7 separate regions of the Mus musculus genome follow, and regions 1, 2, 3, 4, 5 and 6 are each linked to region 7. A link is a contact called in public Hi-C, HiChIP or PLAC-seq and promoter capture Hi-C data. All regions are on one chromosome and are shown on one strand. Each heading gives the region's core, a stretch centred on a gene start, on an enhancer-like site or on the middle of the called end of the contact. The rest is flanking DNA. Distances are from core to core; before and after follow the strand shown. Region 1 overlaps Jmjd1c (jumonji domain containing 1C). Region 2 holds the start of 1110002J07Rik (RIKEN cDNA 1110002J07 gene). Region 3 holds the start of Reep3 (receptor accessory protein 3). Region 4 holds the start of Cdk1 (cyclin-dependent kinase 1). Region 5 has its middle 23 kb from the start of Gm31416. Region 6 overlaps Jmjd1c (jumonji domain containing 1C). Region 7 holds the start of Arid5b (AT rich interactive domain 5B (MRF1-like)).

Evidence for each region. Promoter capture Hi-C pulls out the DNA fragments that hold promoters and counts their contacts. Hi-C and Micro-C count contacts between places; a contact is called where the count stands out from the background. HiChIP or PLAC-seq counts read pairs in DNA pulled down with a chosen protein or histone mark. Capture Hi-C pulls out chosen DNA fragments and counts their contacts.
Region 1: a Hi-C map of CD8 T cells shows a contact between it and region 7, with 2.8 times the contacts expected there. The contact joins the enhancer-like site here to the promoter of Arid5b in region 7. A contact is called at or near these places in 3 of 39 promoter capture datasets (liver and pre-B cells), 1 of 484 Hi-C or Micro-C datasets (CD8 T cells) and 4 of 115 datasets of contacts at active chromatin or transcription factors (bone marrow-derived dendritic cells, cardiomyocytes, regulatory T cells and 1 more).
Region 2: a Hi-C map of liver shows a contact between it and region 7, with 3 times the contacts expected there. The contact joins the promoter of 1110002J07Rik here to the promoter of Arid5b in region 7. A contact is called at or near these places in 3 of 484 Hi-C or Micro-C datasets (the N1E-115 cell line, cardiomyocytes and liver), 1 of 115 datasets of contacts at active chromatin or transcription factors (large pre-B cells) and 1 of 9 other capture datasets (embryonic stem cells).
Region 3: a promoter capture Hi-C map of liver shows a contact between it and region 7, with 2.8 times the contacts expected there. The contact joins the promoter of Reep3 here to the promoter of Arid5b in region 7. A contact is called at or near these places in 1 of 39 promoter capture datasets (pre-B cells), 1 of 115 datasets of contacts at active chromatin or transcription factors (pro-B cells) and 2 of 9 other capture datasets (liver and pancreatic islet).
Region 4: a Hi-C map of B cells shows a contact between it and region 7, with 11 read pairs. The contact joins the promoter of Cdk1 here to the promoter of Arid5b in region 7. A contact is called at or near these places in 6 of 39 promoter capture datasets (the 3T3-L1 cell line, cranial neural crest, hippocampal neurons and 2 more), 3 of 484 Hi-C or Micro-C datasets (B cells, the MNK3 cell line and hematopoietic stem and progenitor cells) and 9 of 115 datasets of contacts at active chromatin or transcription factors (the NIH/3T3 cell line, bone marrow-derived dendritic cells, embryonic forebrain and 4 more).
Region 5: an H3K27ac HiChIP or PLAC-seq map of bone marrow-derived dendritic cells shows a contact between it and region 7, with 7 times the contacts expected there. The contact joins the enhancer-like site here to the promoter of Arid5b in region 7. A contact is called at or near these places in 1 of 39 promoter capture datasets (pre-B cells), 2 of 484 Hi-C or Micro-C datasets (LSK cells and Th1 cells) and 5 of 115 datasets of contacts at active chromatin or transcription factors (bone marrow-derived dendritic cells, bone marrow-derived macrophages, large pre-B cells and 2 more).
Region 6: a promoter capture Hi-C map of pre-B cells shows a contact between it and region 7, with 4 times the contacts expected there. The contact joins the enhancer-like site here to the promoter of Arid5b in region 7. A contact is called at or near these places in 3 of 39 promoter capture datasets (the C10 cell line, liver and pre-B cells) and 2 of 115 datasets of contacts at active chromatin or transcription factors (bone marrow-derived dendritic cells and pancreatic cancer cells).

Annotation. Positions count from the first base shown.
Region 1 is chr10:67,186,981-67,190,666 of GRCm38.p6, forward strand. It overlaps Jmjd1c (jumonji domain containing 1C), which reads left to right. Exons shown (of 26, transcript NM_207221.3): 3 at 2,756-2,869. Among named protein-coding and RNA genes, the nearest start is that of Jmjd1c, 62 kb to the left of the region's middle. Within about 2 kb of position 2,246, at least 62 of the 459 cell types and tissues checked have an H3K27ac peak or open chromatin away from gene starts, as enhancers often do. A contact at or near this core is called in CD8 T cells, liver and regulatory T cells, where this site is marked.
Region 2 is chr10:66,918,484-66,921,839 of GRCm38.p6, forward strand. 1110002J07Rik (RIKEN cDNA 1110002J07 gene) reads right to left here and starts at 1,901. Exons shown (of 5, transcript NR_138561.1): 1 at 1,687-1,901.
Region 3 is chr10:67,095,584-67,099,149 of GRCm38.p6, forward strand. Reep3 (receptor accessory protein 3) reads right to left here and starts at 1,405. Exons shown (of 8, transcript NM_178606.5): 1 at 1,207-1,405. The coding sequence starts at 1,238. It also overlaps a transcript of Jmjd1c not described here.
Region 4 is chr10:69,350,930-69,354,460 of GRCm38.p6, forward strand. It overlaps Cdk1 (cyclin-dependent kinase 1), which reads right to left and starts at 1,983. Exons shown (of 8, transcript NM_007659.4): 1 at 1,907-1,983.
Region 5 is chr10:66,855,865-66,859,304 of GRCm38.p6, forward strand. No RefSeq gene overlaps it. Among named protein-coding and RNA genes, the nearest start is that of Gm31416, 23 kb to the left of the region's middle. Within about 2 kb of position 1,582, at least 17 of the 459 cell types and tissues checked have an H3K27ac peak or open chromatin away from gene starts, as enhancers often do. A contact at or near this core is called in bone marrow-derived dendritic cells, where this site is marked.
Region 6 is chr10:67,204,040-67,207,406 of GRCm38.p6, forward strand. The region is part of intron 3 of Jmjd1c (jumonji domain containing 1C); the gene reads left to right. Among named protein-coding and RNA genes, the nearest start is that of Jmjd1c, 79 kb to the left of the region's middle. Within about 2 kb of position 1,287, at least 100 of the 459 cell types and tissues checked have an H3K27ac peak or open chromatin away from gene starts, as enhancers often do. A contact at or near this core is called in liver and pre-B cells, where this site is marked.
Region 7 is chr10:68,276,799-68,280,078 of GRCm38.p6, forward strand. Arid5b (AT rich interactive domain 5B (MRF1-like)) reads right to left here and starts at 1,928. Exons shown (of 10, transcript NM_023598.2): 1 at 1,892-1,928; 2 at 1,132-1,386. The coding sequence starts at 1,912.

The DNA.
Region 1 (3,686 bases), core at 996-3,495, 1.1 Mb before region 7:
GCTGAGTTGTATTTGAGAACTGTAGATGATTTATTTAAAAATATTTTTCGGGGAGGGCTCATCTGTTGGCCTCTTCCTCATGTGAATGGAATGTGGCGCAGCGTGGAGCCCCAAACAGGATACAGTTGTTGGAGCATTCTTCCTATAGCGTGGTAGGCCCTTCTAGAAATATAGGCTCTCAGCCGGTCTATTTTGGCTTTAGGCTATTTTTAAAGTTTGGTTAACACTAACAGATGACCTTAACAGAACTCTGAATCCCCTAACAAAATGGAAAAAGGTGATTTGTTTCAACTAAATGTTCAGTTTTAAGTTAGTGTCTTTCACTTGGGGTTTCAAAGATTCAAGTCTTTTGTGATTAGGGCCATATTCTACTGGGCTTGCTTCCCCTTAGGCTGAGGAAGTTCCTCATAGAATGTCTTTAGAGTCATGAATTAGTTATGCATGAGTTCTACTGTCTGTACATTCCAGAGCACCTACAGCAGAGAAACTTTATTAAAGCTACAAAATCCATTTGTTTCCATTTTAACATGAATCTGTTTAATTTTTGATGTGTGTTAAGTACAAAAATTACTATGGTTACATAGTTGATTGCCACTTTAAGAAATCATGGTTTCTTTTAACTGCTTTTCAGATTTGTATTTAATATATCTTAATGTTTCTTTAACAGGCACTGTAGAGCACCTCTGGTTGGGGAGGGTGTTATGTGAGGTTTAAATGGAGCTGTACACGGGGTCACTTGTAAATTAGCCTTTCTATTTGTCATACACATTTACTAGCCAGATTTTACCAAGGACTGTCAACTAAATACCTTCAATTTTGAGGAATTGTGTTATCTAGAAATTAATCCTCTTTCTAAGTTAACTGGAGTAATTTAAATTATGTTAAGTTGGTGAATTTTACCCCTGAAGCCGGCCCACCTTGCAAAAAGGGCTCTGGAGAAGATCTTCGCAGGAATGTTTTTGATATTATAAAATGACTGGGGCTTAGGAGATGCAAAACACCTGTATTATTTGCATAAGAAAAAGGTACTTAGGGCTAATGTTGCTAGTGTCCAGTCCTGCTAAATTGAATTTTATCTTTAGCCAGTCTTTTTTTTTGGGGGGGGGGGGGTTATCCTTGATGCTTTGGCCTGAAGTGTTTGGACAAGAAACAGAAAATGTCCAAAGATTGAAAGTCCTTTTGAGAAGGAGCCAGTGTTCTCTCATTTACCAATGCTAAACAAGTAGAAGTATAATATGAAAATTTTTCATTGTAGAAATACGCTAACTTGATAGCTATCATGTTAACATATTTCATATAATCAGATAACATGAACTCTTAAGCGAGTACATTCTCTTATAAAAAATGATAGAATTATATGAAATATTAGGAATCTAGGCCCAAGAAATAGAAAATATTGGTAGCAGGCAATGATAGATGTACAGTTAGTGTGGGAATTTTCTATTTTGAAAGTTAATTTCTCACACAAAGTATTTTGAACATCTAGTACTTAAAAGGTTAGGCTGGGACACAGTAGAAAGTTATTCTAACTAGGTTCAATTATCATAAATGTTAAAAATAAATGGAAGAGACAGATTTTGTTTGTTTTGGGGATGGTTCTAGAGATACATACTGTAATTTTTCAATTTTTTTTCAAATAAGGAAAATGTTATTTGCTCAGGAATATTAATTGAATAGAAATGAGATATGTTTAAAATATACATCCTAATGAATCCACTTAACTCCTGGTAAGAATTTCTTAAGTGTAGAAAATTAGCTCTTTGAGAACCCCTTCAAACTGAAACTTTTTTTGTGTAATAACCAGAGTATTTTGTATTTCTTTAAGACATAATAGCTACAAGACAGGGTGGACAGGAGCACCAACAGCTTTGGAATCTGGGAGATACGTACTGTCTTGGTCAACAGTGTTGTTTTGTGTCCAGATGGTACCCAAGTTGCCTTGTCATGAGGAAATGTTCTTTTGGTACACATATATGCAGTTTAGAAGCCTAGTTGTTTAATTGCATTTTTCAGATTTTGATTCTTTCTTAGGAAAGCCACACTTTTTAAGATGGTAGAATTTTCTTTTCATTTTAAAGCTTTTAGAACAAACAGTAGTAGATACATGAATACATTTAATTTTGACTGACTCTGACTCTGCTAAGAATGAGAGTGTGGTGATAGTCATTTAAGAAAACAAACACTGTGCCCTTGTTTCCTTCCTCTAACTTTCCCACCTCACTGCCTGCTGTGTGATCTCAGACTTGCTTTGTGACAGTGCTAGCTAGAGACAGGACAGGGCTGGTGGGGACTGCTCTTCCTCACTGGTCTCTCCTGCTGCCCTCTGCTCTCATTGAAGTAACTGCATCTGTAGTTGTTCTGGGAGCAAGGCAGGGGTGGGGTAAGGTCAGATGCTTTCTGCTCAGTTAAAATCTCAGTATGAAAATTAGACTAACATCTCTAGTTAGGAGTAAACAGGGGTGAATGTGGTTGACTTCTTTTCATGTTTTCAGGGTTAAGCAGAAACATACACGTGTGCTTGGTAGTCTTTCAGAAATAGTCTATAGCATGATACAGTATAATTTCCAGCTTATTAATTATGGTTGTGTTTAATTATTTTTTAATGAATAAAAAGTATTCTATGGTTTTAATAAAAACGTTAGGTTATACCATTATGACGACCTTATTGAACCATTATATTGCCATGTACCCTTTGTATAACACTTTGAGGATACAACCAGAAAATAACCATTAGAACTTTTCTCTTTTTTGACAGACCTTCAAACCATTGGTTGAAAATAGTATACCTAGTTCTATCACTGCAGTAGAATTCCTTATAGATAAGCAACTGGATTTTTTAACAGAAGATAGTGCCTTTCAGCCATACCAGGTAAGGAACTGCACACCAATTGTTCATTAAACTTCATTCATATTCAGGGCATTCAGTATATTTTGATTATAGCATTACTTAGCAATAAATTTGTGCTGGGACTTTGTTGTGAGACAGGAACACTTTGGCTATAGCTAGGATTACAGGAGTGAACACAGCTTCCTGTTAGAGGAGAATTGTCTAGACACCAGGGTTACTTCTGTTCATCTTTGGCTCAGGGCTGCACCTATCTATAAATGTATTTGAGGGTTTGGTTTTGTTTTGCCATATACTTATTTGTTTATGAGGTTAACTAATTTATTAGAGTAAGTAAATGCATCTTGAGGGGAAATAGGTTTTCCAGTAGACAAATAGATTTAAATTATGTAAAGAAACTCATCACAACTATTAAACAATTTGTGGTGATTCATATCTATGATCCTGGGACGTAGGAGGCTGAAGTAGGAGGATCTCATTCAGGGCCAGCCTTGCCAACATAAGAAAACTGTCTCAGAAAGCAGAAAAGTGTGTTTGTGGGGGCAGGAGGTACTGGCTCTGGAGACATGTGTCAGCAGCTAAGTGCTCTTGGGGCTTTTGCAGAGGCCTGGAGGAGTTCCAAGCACCAACAGGAGGCAGGCAGGTCACAACTACCTATAGGCCAGCTCTAGGGGAGCTGATGCCCTCTTCTGGCTCTGGCTGGTTCCTGGCATGTGTAATATATAGACAGAGACATGCAGATGCTGTGATAAGTAAAATTAAGTTCCTTGTCTTTTAGCAAAGTAAAAGATAATAATAACCTATTTTTCTTAATCTTCTAGCTTATTGCAATCTTTAAATT
Region 2 (3,356 bases), core at 651-3,150, 1.4 Mb before region 7:
GCTGGCTTGCTCATCATGGCTTGCTCACCTTGCTTTCTTATAGAACTCAGGACCATCAGCCCAGGGTTAGAACACAGTGGGCTGGGCCCTCCCCCACTGATCACTAACTAAGGAAATCCCCTATAGCTGGATCTCATGGAGGCATTTCCTCAATAGAAATTCCCTCCTTTCAGATGACTCTAGCTTGTGTCAAGTTGACCTAAGACTAGTTCAGGGCACTTACCAATATTTAAAAGCATAAAAAGAGAACGATGTCTACTCCACCCTAGGGACCCTCAACTCTAGTAGCAACTGGCTTGAGCTGTTTGATGAAGGATGAAGGTAAGGCATGAATGCTTTCCAACTGGGATGCAAGGTCAAATGTCATTAATTACGTCCCCTGATAATATGGCTGGCTGGTCCAAGAGGTCTGGAGTGGGGGTGGGGTGGAGGTGGAGTTAGACCTTCACACACCCAGTCACCCCAGGAATGTCAAGGATGGATCACACATAGATGAGGTGAGGAAGTCATGCCTGGAATGGTGAGGATGGATCACATATAAATCAAACTGTTAGGTCTCAAACCCAAGACAAACAGCTAACAGAGGTTACTATTACCATATCAAAGCTGACCCTGGCCACCAAGTTTTCCCACCATCCCTGAGTCTCTACCCATTCCAGGGTCCTCCTGGCTGGCATACTCCACCCCATACCCTAAACTTCTCCAGCCACGAGGCTGGACTGGGTTTTCCCTTCCCCCAGCCTCTCTGGCTCCTATACAATTCAGCCATTTCGGTTACATTATCTCTTAGCCCAGGCTACCCCTCTTTGTTAGTGTCTCCTTTCTTGCTTTCCCTGCCTCTCTCTCTCCACATAGTCCAGCTCAGTCTGGCAATGTTCACTCTGCACTCTCCCAGATGCCTCTTTTTGTCCATATTCTGTATTCTCTCTTATGTCTGTCACAAACCTTCTCCTCCACCATACCTAAGAACATCCTGAGCTCCTCCCATTTCTTTCTCTTTTTTTCCATCCATAAATCATCCCCAGAATGGTGAAGATGTGTACGGTTAGCACTCTGTCTAAATTCCATCTTACAATTACCTGGCAACAGCCAGGTAGGCCTGGCCCACTACAAAAGGGGCTGCTTGCCCCCTCCTCCCTCTCTTACTCCTTCCCGGCTTGCTTCTCTCGTGCCCTCTTGGGCTCTTCCCTTCCCCCTTCCCTTCTCCCTCTCTCCCTGTGGTCATGGCCGGCCTCTACTTCTCTGCTCTCTCTCTCTCTCTCTCTCTGCCTTTCTCTGCCTCTACTATCCACTTAACTCCTCTCCCCATGCCCTGAATAAATTCTATTCTATACAATATAATAGTATAGAATGTGGCTGGTCCTTCAGGGAGAAAGGATGCATTGGCATGGGCCCACTGAGGCACCCCCCCCTCACCACACCCCCATAGAACATGTTCTTATACCTCTTTGTCTTTTTATAATCACATTGTGTGCCACACAGATGAGGTCACCCCAGGAATGGAGGGTAGATCACATATAGATGAGGTTACCCCAGAAATGATAAGGATGTATCTCACATGGATGAGGTTACTCCAGGAATGGTGAAGATGCATCACACATCGATGAGATCACCCCAGGAATGGTGAGAATAGATCACACACCCAGTCACTCCAGGTAAGGACGAGTTACACAGAGATGAACTCACCCTGGAAATGGTGAACGTGAGCCCCCTACAGAGAGGGTTAGGGCATTTGCTGAAAATCCCTGCCACCGAGATCAGAGAAAACGGAAAAGGTTAAATACGGAAGAGACCTTCAAAGGTCACCTCCCTCTTTGCATGGAAGAGGAAGCCAAGGTCCCAGAAGGCTGCGTATCTCTCACAGAGTGCATTTACAGAAAAACCCAACCCAAGACTGCAGGCGCCTTCCACTGAAGTAACAGAAATGGGAAGGGGAAAAAAAAAAAAAAAAAAAAAACACTGAGTGAGTCAGGCGAGCGGGGGACACGGTCTCCCTTCCCCCTACCTCGGGGTGGTGGCAGGCAGCCAACTGGAGCTTGCTGCATATTTAATTTAAACCTTTGTCTGCCCTGGCAAGGACAAAGTACAATCTGTTTTATGTAAAAAGTCTTCCCTGAGGAAAGCCTCAGCCTCCAGCTGCGAAACTGATTGATGTTCTTAACTCCTCCCCCCCCCCCCCCCAGCCTCTGTGGGGATCCGAGGTTGCAGTTTCCAAAAAAAGAGTTGGGGGGGGGGGGAGGAAAGCACTCCAAACAAACAAGCAAAACAAAATTTCTTGCTTTTATTGTGTTACTCTCAATCTAGGAGAATTAGCCTGAAACTAGAGGGAGAAGCCTACAAATAAAGCCTATATTTTACAAGCCGATTTCAGAGCCCCAGATGGGAGGGGCTGGGACAGCAAGCTGCCGCGGGAGGCTGGAGTCTCGTCTAGGAGCTTTGTCTACAAGCTCCTTCTGCCTTGCCTTAGATGGCCTAATCTAATCAATACAGATACCAAAACGTCCTAAAGATGCCTTAAAGTGAAGCCTTCGTGTCAAGGAACATCACCGTTGGAAATGGTCACCGAACGTGAGATGGAGATTAGGAGTCACCTTGTTTTGAGAGCTCTGTGGATTTCCGGGTAGCCTGTTTCAGAGACCCTGATTTGGGAGATCATATGTCTTGCAAAACCAAGGCGTGCATTGTTGCAACTCAGTTTGGGGTCACCTCCAAGTGTTCCTGGACCTTCTAGACTTCTGCCTTAGACTGAAGCACTTAGTGACCTCAGTCTCAGCTGGCGCTCAGTGTTCAAAGGTTAGCGTCGAGGTGCGCTGAGGAGACCCAAAGGGGGCGGAACCACCCTGCATAGCATTAGACTTTTAACTCTGCTCCCGCCCTCGGTCCCCTGTATCAGATTGGTTGGAAGGAGAGCGTGGGTTAAGGGGGCATGGACCTGCCTTCCCCTTTCTGGTTCAGGAGCCAAACTTCATCTTGGAGTCAGAACAAAGCCATGGCCGGATCACACTAAGGAGCTCCAGCCTGTTTTGGGACAGAGCCAGGACCCAGAAACCATTGCCATGAGCCACCAGCTGGCTGCGGTCCCGGAAAACTTGTGCAGCTGCCGCACAGGCCAGACTGGGCCTGCACACTGTCACAGTGCCAGGCCCTCCATTAAGGCCCCCGTCTCCGCTCACACCCAACTTGCCCCGCGTACTTTGGCATCCTCCTGCCTTGAGGTGTGCCCTGGGATTACAGGGGAGACTTCAGAACCACCGAGTGACCTGCCTCCTCTTATCTTTCTGGGAATTACACAGTTGTTCTGGAACCCCTTGGAGAGGTCAAGGTAGATGGCTCCAGTCGCTGGTCTGATGAAAATG
Region 3 (3,566 bases), core at 155-2,654, 1.2 Mb before region 7:
AAGAGGCAAAACATAATTTGAAGGCACCCGTGGCATAACTTTATTTATTTGTGGCTTTAAGATGAATACAAGAAGTTCAGAGGCTTTAAAGGACATTTTATGAAAGAGCAAATTTTGAATGCATTGCAAACTAGGTTACCTAGCTCACTTCCAAACGAAATAAAAGCAAGTTAAAAAAAAATTAGCTCCTTCTCCGTAGTGAAAATAATAATGCCCAAGTAATGTCATTTTCTCCCTTCAAATTATAAGCTAATCAGCGAGGCCTGTTAACCTCATATAAACATTTCATTAAGGTACTCAGATGACACTACTGCTACATGAATAATGAATTCCCGCCCCCAGGCTTTACCTAATTTATGGCCCTTTATTTGGTGACTTTGCTTTAGAGCGCACAGGGTAAGGTGAAAGATGGGAAGAGAACCGGTTTAACTTGTATTCAAATACCTTTGCAGATTAAACAACACATCTCAACTTTTCCCCCCTCCTCTCCCCATCCGCAGCTCTCGTTTGTATCACAATCAGTGAACTGAGGAGATGACCCGAACAAAGGGGACTGGCACCTGCGCCTTCTCCATTGCAAACATTTCTTCCCACCCACGGCCCTCCACGGTCAGCGTTTGCCCGACCTTTCTAGCGCAGGCTCTTTCCCAGGTCACCTCGGGACCCCTGAGCAAGACTCTGCAGCCCGGGCTCTGACACCGATCTCTCCTCCTCCTACACGTGACCAAGCGGCGTGCGCCGCGGACAGACACCGCAACGCGGTAGACCTGGTGACAAAGGCTCGGGCGCATCCGGAGTCCCGCCGGCCTCCCGCGCTCAGCGTCGGCGGAGCCTGCGCAGGGCGGTGCCGCGCAGCGCGGGCCGCGGGAGCGGGAGCCGCAGCCGGGAGCGCGCCGCGGAGCCGAGCAGAGCCCGCCGCGCGCAGCGCCGGGCAGCGGAGGAGCCGAGGAGCGGAGCAGCGCCTGCCGCGTAGCCGAGGAGCGGAGGGGAGGCCGAGGAGAAGCCGAGCAGAGCCCGCCGCGCGCCGGGGAGCGGCTCCACGGAGCAGAGCCCACCGCCTGCCAGTCCGTTCGCCCGCGCCCTGCTGCTCCCAACGCCGCCGCCGCCCCGGAGCCCCGCAGCGACTGGGACACGGGTGAGCAGGCCGCGGCCCGTGAGCTTGGCTCCGGCAACCGGGCCCCAAGCGTCTTCCCCGCCCGTACTTACACCACGGCTCGGGAGATCATCCAGGACACCATCTTTTCGGCCGATGGGCCGCTGACCGCAGGCCGCGCGCTCCCCGCTCGCGCTCCCCGGGGCCGCGCTGGCGCCCTCGGGAGCCGGCCCGGTGTGTGCGCGCGGTGCCCGGAGCCGCCCGGAGCCCGGTCCCCCGCCCGTCCGCCCCCGCCCGCGGCCCCGCCGGCCCTGCCGGCCCCGCCCCTGCGCTCCGCTGATAGGCGGCGGCTCCGGGACCCCGCGGGCGCTGCGCTCCACCGAGCTGCGCGGTCACCTCGCTTCCCCGGGCCGGGGGACTCCGGGCGGGCGGTGAGAGCGCGTGGGAGCCGAGGCCGGGGGCGGGGGAAGCCGGGATTGTGAAGTGTCTGGCTAGGTGCGGCTCCGGTGCTCACCGAGGCTCGGCAGCCAGGGCCTACCACAGGCCTGGGTTGGCACGGCGAGGCTCGTGGTGCAATGCAGGGGCCAAGGGAGAGCGTCGGGGGTCACGTTTGGAGTGATGGGTTTGCAGGGATGGCGAGGCTGTTCTGGGCCCCTTGGGGCACCTTTTCCATCAGCGTCAGCCAACTCCTGTCTGTCTTGCCTGCCCCACAGCCTAAAACGTGGACCCAGGATTTCCGACCCGTGGTGCTGTTTACAAGTGTCCTTATTTTTTTTTTCCGTCACGCGCGCGCGCGTGTGTGTTACCTCTTAACACTGTCCAAAATTTTAAGCTGACCTTTTAAGTTACTGTAGGTGTTTTTTTTTCTTGGTCCCCTGGTGGAAGCAATAGTAAAAGTTCTCTAAGCTAGAAAGAATAATGTCTGTAATGTGGTGTTTGGAGCCTTTAATTAAAGTCCTAGAAAATATGATGGCTCATTTTGGGACGTACTGTAATTTAATCTTTTTGTTCCCCAGTTTCCCCATAATAAAAAGAGGCTAATAATACTCTTGCTTACCTCCTGCTTTTCAAGGATGATGTAAGGTATTGCTAATTAATGTGTTTAGGAAGGAGTCGGATTTGCCTGGGATGGTATCAAGGGACAGGGATAGGTTACCATGAGTGCCTTGTAGTTCATGAGGCCTATAAATTAAGAAGAATTTTGGCCATGAAAGAAAGCAGCAGGGGAGGGATGGTGGTGAGCTCTTGTGATCCCAGCACTGTGGAGGAGGTGGAGGCCTGCGGGGTTTCCTTCCACAGAACCAGGAAGAGAAGTCCTCCGCTGCTTTCTGCTCTTCCGTTCCTTTTTTTTTTTTTTTTTTTGCTTATTTACATTAAGAATGTGTGTTTTTATTTCAGGGGCTGCGGTGATTGCGTTTGTCCTGGTTTATTTAGTTTGACCATTGTTCAGCGTTACTGGGGAGATGTGCTTGCCCTCTAAGCAGCAGTTTTTCTGGCACATACCTTCCTTGTCCTTTCATGTCCTTCCATGGGCAGAGCGGTCTTGTAATGTCTTTATTTACAGCCTTTCGTTCCTCATCCTTAACATATCTTTCCCCTCCTCTCTTTCCTGAGCTAAGGTGTGTTTTCGTGCCCTTGACTGAATTGCATCTTTTTCTTGGATGCTTTATTTCCCATTCTCTACCTTTCTGACCTCTTAAATCCCCCCCCCCCAATTCCCTGCCCCCCACCCTCCCTCATAATTTATCCCTTAAGTTTCTGGACTCCTTTCACCCCTCCGCATTTAGTCTCTTCTGCCTGTTTTGCAGAGGTGATGGCTCTTGTTATTGTTTGCAGGACACAGCCCCCTTGTTCCTATTTCAAAAAGCCACGGGTTGTAAACCACCTACCTACCCTGGGTTGCTACAGTGTTGTTGAGTCATCCTGCCGCCCCAGACAGCCCTGGAGTGTTGATTCTCCTTGGTACCATGGAAACGGAGGTTTAGAGAACTTAACTCTGTAGCCAGTGATCCCCATGGTTCATAGGTAATGGAGCTGAACTCCAGTACTTTTGAGTCATACCTGAGTTGGGTGTGAGTTGGTTAGTCCAGGGGGAAAATTAAAAATTAGCAAGCTGCTTTTCTTCGTTGTTGTGACTGGCATTAACCACTAGCAAGCAGGTGGGGATGGGTCTGGGGATGCTGCACTCTGTGCTGTGTGGGGGACATCCTGAACAAAGACTGTTCCTGTGTCCTTCCTGGTTTAGGAAGATCATGCTTGTCATTCCTGTGATATTTGTCATCGTCAGAGCCTGAAATTTCCACTTTATAAAGTCACAGTTTTAACCGTGACTGAAGTTTCTTGTCTCTGTCTCTGCACACTCCTGTTGTGTAAACGAGAAGGGAAGGTTGTGTTCACCACTTGATTAGACGTTTTTGATAGTTGTGTCACATGGAGTCCTCAGCAGGTTTGCAAGGCAGTCACGTCCAGTTCC
Region 4 (3,531 bases), core at 733-3,232, 1.1 Mb after region 7:
AAATCATTCAATTGAATGCTTCCCAAAAGCAGCCACAGACAATCCCACTCAAGGTACTCAAAGAGAAAGAAATGTCCATAAGCACCTTAGAAGAAAGAATGGAAGGTGTTGTGCTGTGCTGGCTAGCTTTAGGCCAGGTCACATTGTCACAAGCTGAAGTCATCTTGAGAGGAGAGAACCTCAGTTAAGAAAATGCTCCCATAGGATGGGGCTGGAGGCAAGTCTTTAGGTCAGTTTCTTAATTAGAGATTGATGGGGGCGGGCTCAGCCCGTTGTGGGTGGGGTCATCCGTGGGCATATAGGGTCCTGTGTTCTTAAAGCAGGCTGAGCAAGCTATGTGAAAGAAGGCAGGAAGCAGCCCCCTCCATGGCCTCCTGCCTCCAGGTTCCTGTCCAGACTTCCTCTGAGGCCGAACTGTGACGTGGAAGTACAAGACAACTAAACCCTTTCCTTCCCAAGTTCCTTTGCTTTGGTCATGGTGTTTCATCCCAACAACGCTAAGACAGTGTGTTTGCTAATCATGCTTTGAAAAATATCACGAACAAGGGAGAAACAATTTCTTGGCTCACAAAGAATGGTAGGAAAAAGGTGTGCCTTCTCCTTGAAAGCCCTCTGCCACGGGTGACAAGATCCTTATGAATGAGCATCAAGGAATGGCTGACCTCTCGTGAGCTGTTCCTTACAGATCTCTTTCCACAGTAAAATCAACTCCATGGGGTGTGGGGGCACAGCCAGGAATCCCAGCTCTTGGCACTGCACAAGGAGGCAGCGGCTCAACAGATAAAAATTCAGAAGGAAAATGTAAACCCGTCCAAGGGTCCTGCCAGGCATCCCACTGAACCCTGGGGATTCTCAGACACATAAGATTGACTCTCAACTATGGAGATTATGTTTAGGAAATTTCAACGCATCCCCCCCCAACCCCCTTTCTTCAATACAGAGACTTAATATAACTATAGAGCATTAAACGTTTCAACCACCTCTGCACAGACAGCAAAGAGTTAACATGTCTTGAAAGCTGGGCTTATTTCCTTCCAACATTTTCCAGTCTCCCGGGCCTGCTGTTAAAAGCTGCCCAGTGTATCCAAGTTGGGGGCAGGCGATGGTGGCCCGCACATCAGAACCTTCATCGGTATTTATGTTTTAAGACGATCAAGGACGCGAAGGCATCCGCGGTTCTCCCTCTCTCTCCTTCTTTGCCTGGGTACAGTCTGTGGCCTTAGCACAGGCAACTAAAAATAAACGATCCTACACTTTCTTGGTTCTGCACCTTGGTAGGAATAAGCTTTTTAAACGACCACGGGTCTGTTTCTCCGGCAGTACCGACTTAAGGCCTCCGAAGGCAGCTGGCCTGGTGCAGCCCAGCTCCACACTGGCAGCCAACAGGGCCTGGGACATAACTTGGCACCCCGCCCACACCCGGGCCCACTCCAGCGAGGCCCATCCAGTCTGCAGGAACCTGGAGCTCGCGTAGGGGCCTGCACGTCCGCAGGACCCGGGGCTCAAGTGAGCCTTGCCCTTCCATAAGGGACCGCTGGATCGGGTGAGCCCTGCCCCCCCCCCCCATAGGGATCCCAGGCTCCGGTGAGCCCTGCTCCTCCATAGTGTCCCCAGGCTCAGGTAGGCCATGCTCCTGCATAGGGGACCCTGGCCTCAGATGAGGACATGCTCATCCATAGGGTACCCCAGACCCCGGGCTCAGGGAGGCCATGCCCGACCATAAGGGATCCCGGACTTAGGTGAGGCCCTACCCGTCCACAGGAGACCAAGATCTCACGTGGAGGCCCTACCCGTCCACAAGGGATCCCCAGGCTCACATGGATGTCCTGCCCTTCCCCGGGGGAACCCCCAGATCCCGTGGAGCCCCCGCAGGCCCAGCCTGCACCCAGTCCGACTCACGCCATACCTCTCTGTCCCGGCTGGGGCCACACCGCAGTTCCGGACTGCGCGGACGCAGCAACTCCAGGAGCTTAGAGGCCGAGTGCCAGCAGTTTCAAACTCGCCGCGGTAAAGCTCCCGGGATCCGCCAATCCGATTGCACGTAGACGTTCAAAGGAGCCAATCAGAGCTGAGCTACGCTTGGGCGGGGCTGCCTGGGAGCGCAGAGCGCGAAAGGGAGCGGAAACCGCGGCCAGAGGAATTGCAGGAGGGCGGGCGCCAACTGACTCTTGAGCTCTGTTTTCCTTCCAATATCGTCCTGTTGTTTCTGGACAGTCTAATCTATTCTCTTTTTTCTCCAGCTACCTTTCTGTGTGTAATTTCCCTCCAAGACTAACACAATTCAAATGCATTGAATTTAGATAGCCAGCCACCAAAGTGACAGTACCACTACATCAAGAGCTTGTTATTAGCTGGGCGTGGTAGCACACACCTTTAGTCTCAGCTTTCGGGAGGCAAAGGCAGGGCAAATTTCTGAGTTCGAGGCCAGCCTGGTCTACAGAGTGAGTTCCAGGACAGCCAGGGCTACACATACAGAGAAACCCTGTCTCGAAAAACCAAAAAAAAAAAAAAAAAAAAAAAAGAGTTTCTTACTTTTATTTTGTTTTGTTTTGAGACAAGGTTTCTGGGTGTAATTTTGACTGACCTAGAACTTGCTCTGTAGACCAGGCTGGCCTTGAACTCACAGAGATCCTCCTGCCTCTGCCTCCAGAGTACTGGGGTTAAAGGCGTGTGCTGCCACCACCACCTGGCTATTGCTAACATTTAAAATTACTTTATGATTATGCCTTTCAAAATTCTATATTAAGCTGGGATAATATAAATAATATATAATATTAATATATAATATATTAGTTTACATATGTATGTGTGTATATATATGTGTGTGTGTGTGTATATATGTGTGTGTATATATATATATACATATATATATATATATATATCTGAGGATTGTGGCACACACCTTTAATATATGTATATATATAATATTAAGTTTCACTATGGAATTTTCAGACAATATTGGTCTGTGTTAATTCTTCTCATCCCTTCTCCCAGTAACCCTAGTCCCCGCACCTCGTAACTGCACGCCCCCAAGCCCATAGCCCTCTGTGTCCTATCACCATGTCCATGACTCTAATCCCCCCCCCCACTCGGGCAGCCTTTCCTTTCTAGTTGGAACCTTATATACACACTAACATATGAACATTACATGCTAGGATCCGCCTATGAGAAAGAACATGAAGTGTCTGTCTCTCTATGTCTGTGTCAGGTAACTTGATGTATTTTCCAGCTCTCCCGTGTTCCTGCAGATTATGTTTTTTTCAATGAGTTTTTAGCAGCCAGCAGAAGGATCACATTTAAAGTACCTTAAGAAGACAAGAGGATAGGAACCAATGAAACACTGAAAGACACCCTCAAAACTGAAAAGAAAAAATGCCAGCCTGTTTCTGTGATTATACACTTATGTATTCATTATGTATACAATGATAACACACTAAATGTTTTGACATATCTCCACATAAGAATGTTAAATATTGGGCTGAAGAGATGGCTCAGAGGTTAAGAGCACTGTCTGCTCTTCCTAGAGGTCCT
Region 5 (3,440 bases), core at 332-2,831, 1.4 Mb before region 7:
TATATAAACCCCTAGCGTCTGAGCCTCGTGGTCAACACCTCTGTCTCCAGTGTGAGATACTCCGACATTAAACTACCTCATGTGTTTGCACCAAGATGGTCTCTCATGATTCTTTGGGTGCACACTATCTCGTGACTTGGGTGGGGGAATCCCCACGGAGGTCTTCATGACCTTTGTCAGCACTCACACATGTAATATACATATACACAGACATATACATTTTAAAAATTACAGGTGTTTTCAGCCAAGCCTAACAACGTGAGTTCGATACTCCGGACCTACCTGATAGAAAGAAAGAACTGACCCCCGCAAGTTGAAATCTGGCCTGCAAACTCACATATGTCACACACACAATAAAAAATATATATAACTTAAAATCTAATAAAAACAATACACATGATCTAAAAGACACAGCCAAGACTGTTTCCCCAGACAGAGTGAAAATTCAAAAACAAAAGTCCTGAGAGCAAAGATGAGATTTGAAGGCTCCATGCATGCACCACTAAGACCACGACCACACGACAAGCCCTGCAAAGGCAGGGCAGGGCATAGGAACACTCATCTGTATGCCCAGCACTGGGGAAGCTGAGGCAGGAAGATGGCAAACTGGATGCCAGCCTGAGCTACATAGTAAGTTCAAGGACATTCTGGGGTTACATAGTTACATAGTAAGTTACATAGTAAGGTTATATACATACATATATATGCGTGTGTATATATGCGTATATGTATGCATATACATATACATATGCATATACATACATACATACATACATACATACATACCACTCAAACCCTCCAGAAATTTTTTTTAAAAATTCAAAGGAATAAAAAAAAATTCAAAGGAATTATGCAGGCTTCTATGAAAGGGATACCTTTTTTTTTTTTTTAATTTCACCAGTATCAGACTTCCTATAGCATTATTAGATGTTAGAAGACAAGCAAAAATGATATTTCATGGGGTGGTTAATTTTTAAAAATATTTATCTGTTTTTATTTTATACACATGGGTATTTTGCCTTCCTGTATGCAGTGCCCACAGAGGACAAAAGAAGGCGCAGAAATCCCTGAGACTGGACTTGCAGATGGCTGTGAGCTGCCACATGGGTGCTGAGAATTAACCATGGTCCTCTAGAAAAGCAGCCAGCGTCTTAACTGCTAAGTCACCTCATCAGCCACTTGTGGGTTTTTTTTAATTTTCATTTTGTTAATTCCAAAGGAAATATTTTCAACTTAAATTTCCTTTCTAAGCAAAAACTATTCATCAAATATGAATCTAAAATAGATGCATGTGGCCAGGCAAGAACCCGGACATTTGAATTCTCTGGGACCCCATTTGCAAACTGTCCTGTGAGATCTTAAAATCAACAAAACTCTACAAAGGGAATCCAAAGGCCAGGGGGGGGGAGGAATGAGCCAGCCCCAAAGGACTGAGGAGATTCTGTGCATGTGGATAGAAAACAAATTATTCCAGACTAAAACAGATCATGGTTCTGTGAAAGGTGACATGACTACAGTCTGGTCTCCCCAGAGAAACAAAAGCAACCGAAAAGCCATCTTTGCAACATTCAGAAACCAAAAACAGGAAATGAAAGACCCAGGTTCTAATCTCAGGACAGCTCTGGCGACCGGACCCTCTGATCAGTTCATTGTGTTCAATCTGAATAAATCAGGTGGCCTCTTACCCAAGGTTTTCTATTCCTCTTTATGCTCCCCCGGCCCTACCCTACCCCCAGCCTCCTGTGCACCCGAGTCTCACATGTCTCCTGTGGTTTAGATGTACCTGTTCCCACCAAAGCTCACACTGGTGTTTAATTCCACGACGTTGTCATGGTGGGGTATGGGACCTTTTAAAAGAGATTTGTGACCTTCTTTTAAGAGTGCATTGGTTCCTTGGGGAATTAAGTCATGTTTGGAGAGTACTGCTCAACATGAAGCAGGCAGTGTCTTCTCTTTAACACTCTGCTCCTTCCAAATTCATCTGCCTTCACTTTTGCTCTCCTGACATGCATGGAGCCATGTTAAGACCCTCATGAGAAGCCAGAGGGACACGTGTCATGTTCTCAGAGTTACAGAACCACAAGCTGAATTAAACTTCTTGACGTTGGCAACTTATCTCAGAGGCAAGCACTTGCCTAGCAAGCAAAGAGCCAGGGTTCAGTCTCAGCAATAAAAAGAAGTTTTAAAAAGTAAAATACATCTGTTTTTACCTCTAGAGAAAGAGGAGGAGGAGAAAGAGGAAGAGGGAAGAGGAAGAGAAGGAAGAAGAAGAGGAAGAAATGGAAATAGGAGGACCAGAGAGATAACTTACTGGTTAAGAGTGTATACTTTGCAGAGGACCCAGGTTTGTTTTCTGCACTCATGTTGGTTGGGTCACAATCACCTGTAACTCTAGATCTAGAGATTCCAGTATGTCTAGTCTTTGCCAGCATTGCCCTCACACACATAAACAGAGACACACATATGTACATATATCTTAATCTGGGTTTTATTGCTGTGAAGAAACACCATTCCCACAGCAACACTTAAAAAGAAAAACCTTTCATTGAAGCTGGCCCACATTTCAGAGGTTTTGTCCATTATTGTCATGTGCTGACAGACATGTGCTGGAGAAGAAACTGGGAGTTCTATACCTGGATCCGAAGGCAGCAGGGAGAGACAGTCATGCTAAGCCTAGCTTGAGCACCTGAGACCCCTGCCTCCATAGTGACAAACTTCCTCTACAAAGCCACATCTATTCACACAGGGCTACACCTCCTAATCGTGCCACTCCCTTTGGGCCAAGCATTCAAACATATGAGTCTATGGGAGCCAGTGCTATTTAAATCACCACAACATATAATTATCAAAAAAGTTCCATAAAATGTGCCATTTGACATAAGGGATTTGAGCGACCACAGGCTGTGGTACCCGAGGGTCTTGGCTACTTTCTCATCAGTGACTGGGACCAAATACCCCAGTAAGAAGCAACACAGGGGAGCTGGGGAGATGGTTCAGCCACTAAGAGAACTGGCTGCTCCTCCAGACATCCTGAGTTCAATTCCCAGCTTCAACAAGGTGGCTCAAAGCCATCTATAATGGGATCTGATGCCCTCTTCTGGTGTTTGGGTAAACATAATACAGATAGAGCACTCATATACATGAGTAAATAAATAAGTCTTTAAAGAAGCAATTTAAGGAAGGAGGATTTGTCTTAACTCATAGTTTCAGAGGGAACCCTTCATCTTGGCAGGGAAGCGGCAGCAAAAGAGGCTGGTCCCACTGCAGCAGGAGCACAGAACCTCTGCCTAGCCACACAACCCATAAGGCCAGCTTCCAGAAACCCACTTCCTCCAGCGAAGGCCCACCCCCTAAAGTTTCCACCACCTCCCTAAACAATGCCACTCTCTGGGGACCAAGTGTTCAAATACGCAAGCCTATGAGGAGGATTTTATAGTCAA
Region 6 (3,367 bases), core at 37-2,536, 1.1 Mb before region 7:
GTGGGGTCAGGAAATGAATAAGCACAAGGCTTGCCTTGCATGTGTGATGCCCTGGGTTTAAATCCCTGGAGTATAGAAAAGAGGGATAGGAGGGCTTGCCTTTTGTATAAATGTCAACTCATGGTGCATATGTTTTCAAGATGCCCTTAGAAGTTTGAGAAATGCTCAAAATAAGATCACAGCTTCATACATAGCTAGTAAAATATTTTATTTCTGCTTATAAATAATGGGTCATATAATTATAAATTATAAAATATAAATTTTACAATCTTCTATTTTACTCAGTGTGGATTTTTTTTTTCCAGTCAAGATTCTTCTGTTGTTCATATAATCTCACCTTTTTTTAAAAAAAAAATCATGAGTATGAATTTTTGGCCTGCACGTGTATGTATATGTGTGTGTGTATATATATGTGTGTCCATGTACTGCTTATATGCCAGTACCTGCAAAAGTCAGAAAAGGACTTCAGAACCCCTTGAACTGAAGTTATGGATGGCTTTGAACCACCATGTGAGTGCTTAGAATTGAACCCTAGTCCTCTGCAAGAGCAACAAGTGCTCTTAGCTACTGAGCCATCCCTCCAGCCTTTCTATTGGCTGGGAACAATGGTTGTGAAGGGTTCTTCCTAGCCAACAGTTTAGCTCTTGCATGCTTCTTACATTTTCTGTCATGTTTACTTTTAATTTGCAGTGTTAGAGTAATTTTGGGGTTGTTTGTTTGGAGGTTGTTCTAAAGCTTTGCTTCTCCTTTTTCCTTACATGTCCTAAATTTACATTGCCCAGCATTGGCAACAGTGCCAGGACCAATTCACGTGTCACATGTGGGACAGTGCAGATATGTTACACCTCAGTTGCAGAAAACTGAACTCGGAAGGACAAGACGAAACATCCCCGAATTTCAGAGTCACTGTCTTGTCTCTACTCAGATGAGCCCTTCATTTTTCTGGCACCATTTTGTCTGCTTCTATAAACTTGGGTTCCCTTACACAGTTACTCCAAATTATCACTGTTCTATCAAACTTCCTTCTTCTCTACTAGTAAATGACCTTTCTCCTACTGCACAGAGGAAACAGAGGTTACAGCAGGAACCCCCCCCCCCATAACTTCCTGTTCTTAGACCTATTTTTGTACCTCTCTTTGCCTCCTTTGTTTCTTGCCTCAAAGATAAGTCCATTTGGTGTTTCTTCATTTGTACAAATATTTCTTGGGTTGTAGGAGGATGAGGACAAGAGTGAAGGTGGGCGGGGTGAGATTTGTAGACTCAGAGAGCTGTCGTGAGACAGCTGAGCAGGGGAGGAAGGAAGGGCACGAGCCCTCAGGCATGGCGATCTGAGCCTGGCCCGCAGGACCGAGCTGACCCTTACGTTGTTCCGTGTCGTCTACATGCGGGCACAGTAAGTAAGGCCTACACGGGGCTCCAAATCATCAACTAGAACAGAAAATGGAAAGGCCGTAAAGTAAGCTCACTCTAAAAATTGGAGGCTCCAGAGATTAATCGATGTTAACAGTGATAAGGTACTCAAGTGGAGCTTAACAGGCTACAATACAGTTTTGGTTCTGACAAGTTTGGATTGGAAGCCTCTAGAAGGTTTGACCAGAATTTGAGTGATGTGATTTTCTTTCCCTTAATTTTATTTTATTCTGTTTATGTTTATGAGTGTTGTATCTGGGAGTATGTTTGCACACCAGAAGAGGGCATCATATCCCATCAGACTGCAGTTACAGACAGGTGTGAGCTACCATGTGGGTGCTGGGAATTGAATTCAGGACTTGGAAGAGCAGCTAGCACTCTTAACTGACAAGCTATCTTTTCATCTTCAGCTCCCAACAGGGAGTCATTTCATGACCAGTATTGTTTCATTTGTAGTCATCCTTCATTTTAAAGAATTTAAGATTTAATTTTACTTTTTGCTTTGCATGTTTTGCCTGCTTGTGTGTATGTGTGCCATATGTGTGCCTGGTGCCTTTGGAGGTCAGAAAAGGGCTTTGGGTTTTCTGGAACAGGAGTTACCAGATGGTCATGAGCACCATTTGATATTGGGAAACAAACTCAGGTCGTCTACAAGAACAAGTACCCTTCCAGCTGATACACACACACACACACACACACACACACACACACACACTCATCCCCATTGTTTTGTATATTCATTGAGACTAAGTATTATGTATCCCTAGAATATCTTTGTAATTGACTACATGCTAAAGCTCGCCTTGAATTTATGATCCTCTGAGCCCCTGGACCTCAATTTTAGAATTTTTTTTTTTAATTTTGATACATGTACATCATCCCCCTTTCCTTTTTCTCTCTCCAATCTCTCCCATATTACATGCTGCACCCACTGCAAAATCCATGGCCTCTTTTCCTTTTACACACATACATATACACCTACAAAAATACTCTAAAATAAATAAACACAACCTGTTTAGTCTAATGTTACTGGTTTTTTTATGGTTTCTGGGCTAACTGGTTGTTATTGGATAGCCACCTGGGATAGTTGGATAGTGGATAGTCAACTTCTTCCCTGCAGAAGACCATTTTCCCCATGCAACATTCCATAGTTGTCCATAGAGCTCATGTTAGGGCCCCATGAGTTTGGTCATTCCCTGTGAGCACGTTCTGATGGTGTTGTCAATGTTTAGGTTGTCATCTTGATGAGTCTTCATGGGTGTAGCTTCTCTGATGTCCCTAGGACATACAATCTCATACCAAACTTCCGGTTCCTCTGGCTCTTACAATCTTAATGTATGCTCTTCCACTCGTGTGTTGTTATAAAGGAAGTCCCATGTGCCATATGTCACCTGTTTTTATTTTTTTGTACATGTGTATACATGTAAATAATAAAATAGCTAATCTCTTCATTACTTGCATTTGTCGGTTTCTCCCTTGTAGTTTTTATATTAAGTGGCTTCCCAATTTGGTTGCTTGCTATTTTACAACCTACCCTAGATGGTGTCAGGTTTCAACTTTTTCTGTGCTCTGAATCAAGTTCTATACAAAAACCTCATGTCTACTATTAGATAATTATTTATTTAGCCATTTATATATTCTGAGTACTTCCAAGATAAATTCCTGTCCTCATAGAGCTTAAGTTTTACAGGAGGTATGGTGGATAATGAAACAATAAGCAAACTCTGTCATAATAAACATTTTAATAACATCTATTTTATTTAATAACAAAATAAAAATTGAGTAATTTTAAAGCCATTAGAATTGAGAGGGAGGGGGCTGCACTTTTAATCCCAGCACACCTGAGGCAGAAGCAGGCAGATCTTTGTGAGTTTGAGGCCTGCCTGGTCTACAGAGTGAGTTCCAGGACAGCCAGGGCTACACAGAGAAACCCTGTTTCAAAGAAACCAACCCTACC
Region 7 (3,280 bases), core at 678-3,177:
TCAGTCTGATCACCCTGCTCTGTCTCGGGAGACACAAAGCCTGGCCAGGGGGCCGTGCGCCCTCCCTCCCACCGCGCCCTGGGCGCAGACTCCCCAAAATAGTTCCCGTGTGTGTGTGTGTGTGTGTGTGTGTGTGTGTGTGTGTGTGTGTGTGTGTGTGAGTGTGTGTGTGTAGGGGGGTAACGATCACTCCACCAAGCTCGGCCCTCGGACCCGGGGAGCCCATAGAGGTGCGGTCACACCCGCAGTGACAGAGCCCGAGGGAGGTGGCCTGGTGGCGGCGCCGCAGGGTCCTCCCCGCGTCCATCCCGCGCACAGACTCGCACCTCACCGCAGAGGCCCCTGCACCCAGCCCCACACCCTACTGGAAGACGTCCACTTCGCGTGGAGTCACTGGAAACCAGAACATCAAATGGCTCCGGGAGGAGGGGGAGTGGGCGCGAGATAGTTCTTAATGCCGAACGTGTTTGTGCCGGTTACACGACCGCTTTGAAATCCGCCCGGGCAGATGCGCAAGTTATTTGAATGTATTATCCCAGTACCTGTCATTTATCACTTCAGTCAACACGCCTTTGCCAACTCAATTGCTTTTGATCTCATTCTGCCTCCGTTTCGTAATTTCCGCCCTCTTAAACATATCAAATACTTAAAAGAAAAAAAAAAAACGTGAACAATATCAAAACCCACTAAAAGAAAGCTACCCAGCCCAGGAGCCAGGCATGAAGTAAAAAAATTAAAAAAATTAAAAAGCAAAAAATATGTACATTAAAATATGTATATTAAAGCATGAGATATTAATCTTCAAGAAGAGGTAGCTAAACGAACACACACACACACACACACACACACACACACACACACACACACACCCTGGAACAAAACCCTTCTTGACAAGTTATTTGATCTTGACTAAAATCAGCAGTTGGACGGTCTTTGTAAAGCTGACAGCCAAACTCTGACAATGGTAAAATACTCCAGCCCCAGTTAGTGGCGCTACCCCTTTAAAAAACGAGCGGATCCTGCTCACCGCAGAACTGAATACAGTATTTTCAAGCTTGCCTTATAATACGCATTACTGGAGGGGGGGGGTAGATAATAAAGAAGGAAGAGAGGGAGAGATAGGTTTACCACCTCGCCATGGTCGCTATTTCTGCCCTGGGGAGTGTCTTCGGGGAGGAAATAAAGTTTCGAGCTGGATAAAAGTTGCCGGCTGGTCCTTTCTTCCCACAACAGCTGGAGCTCCGCTATGCAAATCGGATCCTTTGGCGTACATCTTACAAAGAAAAAGTCGCCAAGGGACAAGATTCTTGGTTTGCCTTCAAGGTGGAATTGAAAAGCCTTATAAAAAATATAAGGTCCGTGCAAGCCACACGGTGAGCCGACCCACTGCAGGAGGGGGAGAGAGAGGGAGAGAGAGAGAGAGAAAAAAAAAAGCACCACGTAAATAATGTAGCCATCAAGCACAAATATCTATTCCCAGGCACATTAACACACAAGACTCTCAATACAGACCGGCCCACAGATAGAACGCTGGGTGAAAAAATATTACAAAACCCACTAATTTTCTGCCTCCCTTAAAAAAAAAAAAAGAAAGAAAGAAAAAGAAAAGAAAAGAAAGAAAGAAAGAAAAGAAAAGAAAAAAAAAGCCCTCCGGGTCCCCACCACCCCTCCCCAGTTCCCCATATGAGGCGATAAAATTACATTATGTAGGTATGATCAGCGCAGGGATTTTTAAAAAAAACAATAAAAATGATTTTGGGGGGATGCAGAGGGTAAAAGTTTGGTAAAAAGTTTGTGGGGGGTGTGAGGGGGTGTGAGGGGGTGGGTGAGCTGGGGGGCTGGGGGGTGCCGGGGGGCGCCGGGACCGCAGGAGCGGAGGAGAGCGAAATACCTGGAGTGAGTTGGGCTCCATCTCGACGTTCTGAATTGATTGAACTCAACATTCTCTCCAAACTTGTTGGCTTGAATGGATTGCATCAGGTCCTGGCAGGGGAAAGCATTCTCTGCTTGCAGCCGGCGTGATGTCTCAATATAAAACTAAGCTCTAGCCTCCCCCTCAGCACCAAAATGATTGAAAATATATCCTAATATTTCCTCGAAGACTCAATTTTCATCTCCTGTAAAAAAGATGTGGGTTTGCTGCCAAAGATGGGTTGATCAAATTCGAAATAGGGAGAAGGGCTAAGTCCGACCTCGGCGGGAAGAGAATGGATCAAGGCAAAAAGCAGACAGGAAGATGTAAAAAAAAATTGAAACCCATCCTAAAACCAAGTAATGAGGGTATCTTTCTCTTCTCAGTTCCTCGTGTCTGTGGGTAACGTCGGTTGAGATTTTTGGAGCAGACCAAGTCTCTCGAGCTGCGTTGTGCATCTGACAGGACCTGCTTGTATATGTCTAATATAAAGAACATTTCCTGCAGAGATTCCGGGGCGCCGCTCCTCTTTCTAATGCTCCTTAGCAGATTTGCTGTTATTAGACATGTAGATTTGTTTGATAGTTAAATTACGTTTCCTCACTGCCATGTTTGAGAGAACTAATCTGTTAAATTATCTTCTGATGCCTATTTACACGGAAGGGAAAAGTGGGTTATCGATTATATAAACATATAAATATTAATGCATTTGTTCGCTTCGCAAAAAAAAAATACTCAGCAGGGGGGAAAAAAAGGAAGAAGAAGAGCAGAAAGACAAGTGAGCAGTACACACACGTCTCGTGATTTTGCAACAATATTGAACGGACAGCAACTACATTTAGGGAGAGGAACAATAAACCATGCATGATAAATCAATACATGCGAGCCGCGAGTCTGCTCGGAATATGAATTCGGGCTCTGGGTTCTGCGTGTGCATTCTTTAATTTTGAAGTATATACACTCGTACGTGTTTACAATGCTGATGGACGCCAAGGGCTCTCTCAAATGATAATGTGTTTATATAACCCGGCGCTACAGGAATAATATACCGACTTCTACCCCACCCCCAATCCTTCCCGTGCCCCCCTCCTCCCAAAAGGGAGGGGGAGCTTTCTCGGTAATAGTTTGAAACTGAAAAAAATAATCCATTTGCAAACTAGTTAAATACCATCAGAAATTAAGCTGTTGGAAACGGAGGTGGGGGGTGGTTAACACAACGTAAGACAATAAAGGTTTTAAATGTGTATATTTATTGTTCTGGAGCCCTGGAGCATTGCGCGGTTTGCATGCACGGCTATTATGCAAACAGAGAAACTTAAGAGCCACAGAACAAGGAACAGGCAGGGACTGCAAAACCCTCGCTCGCTG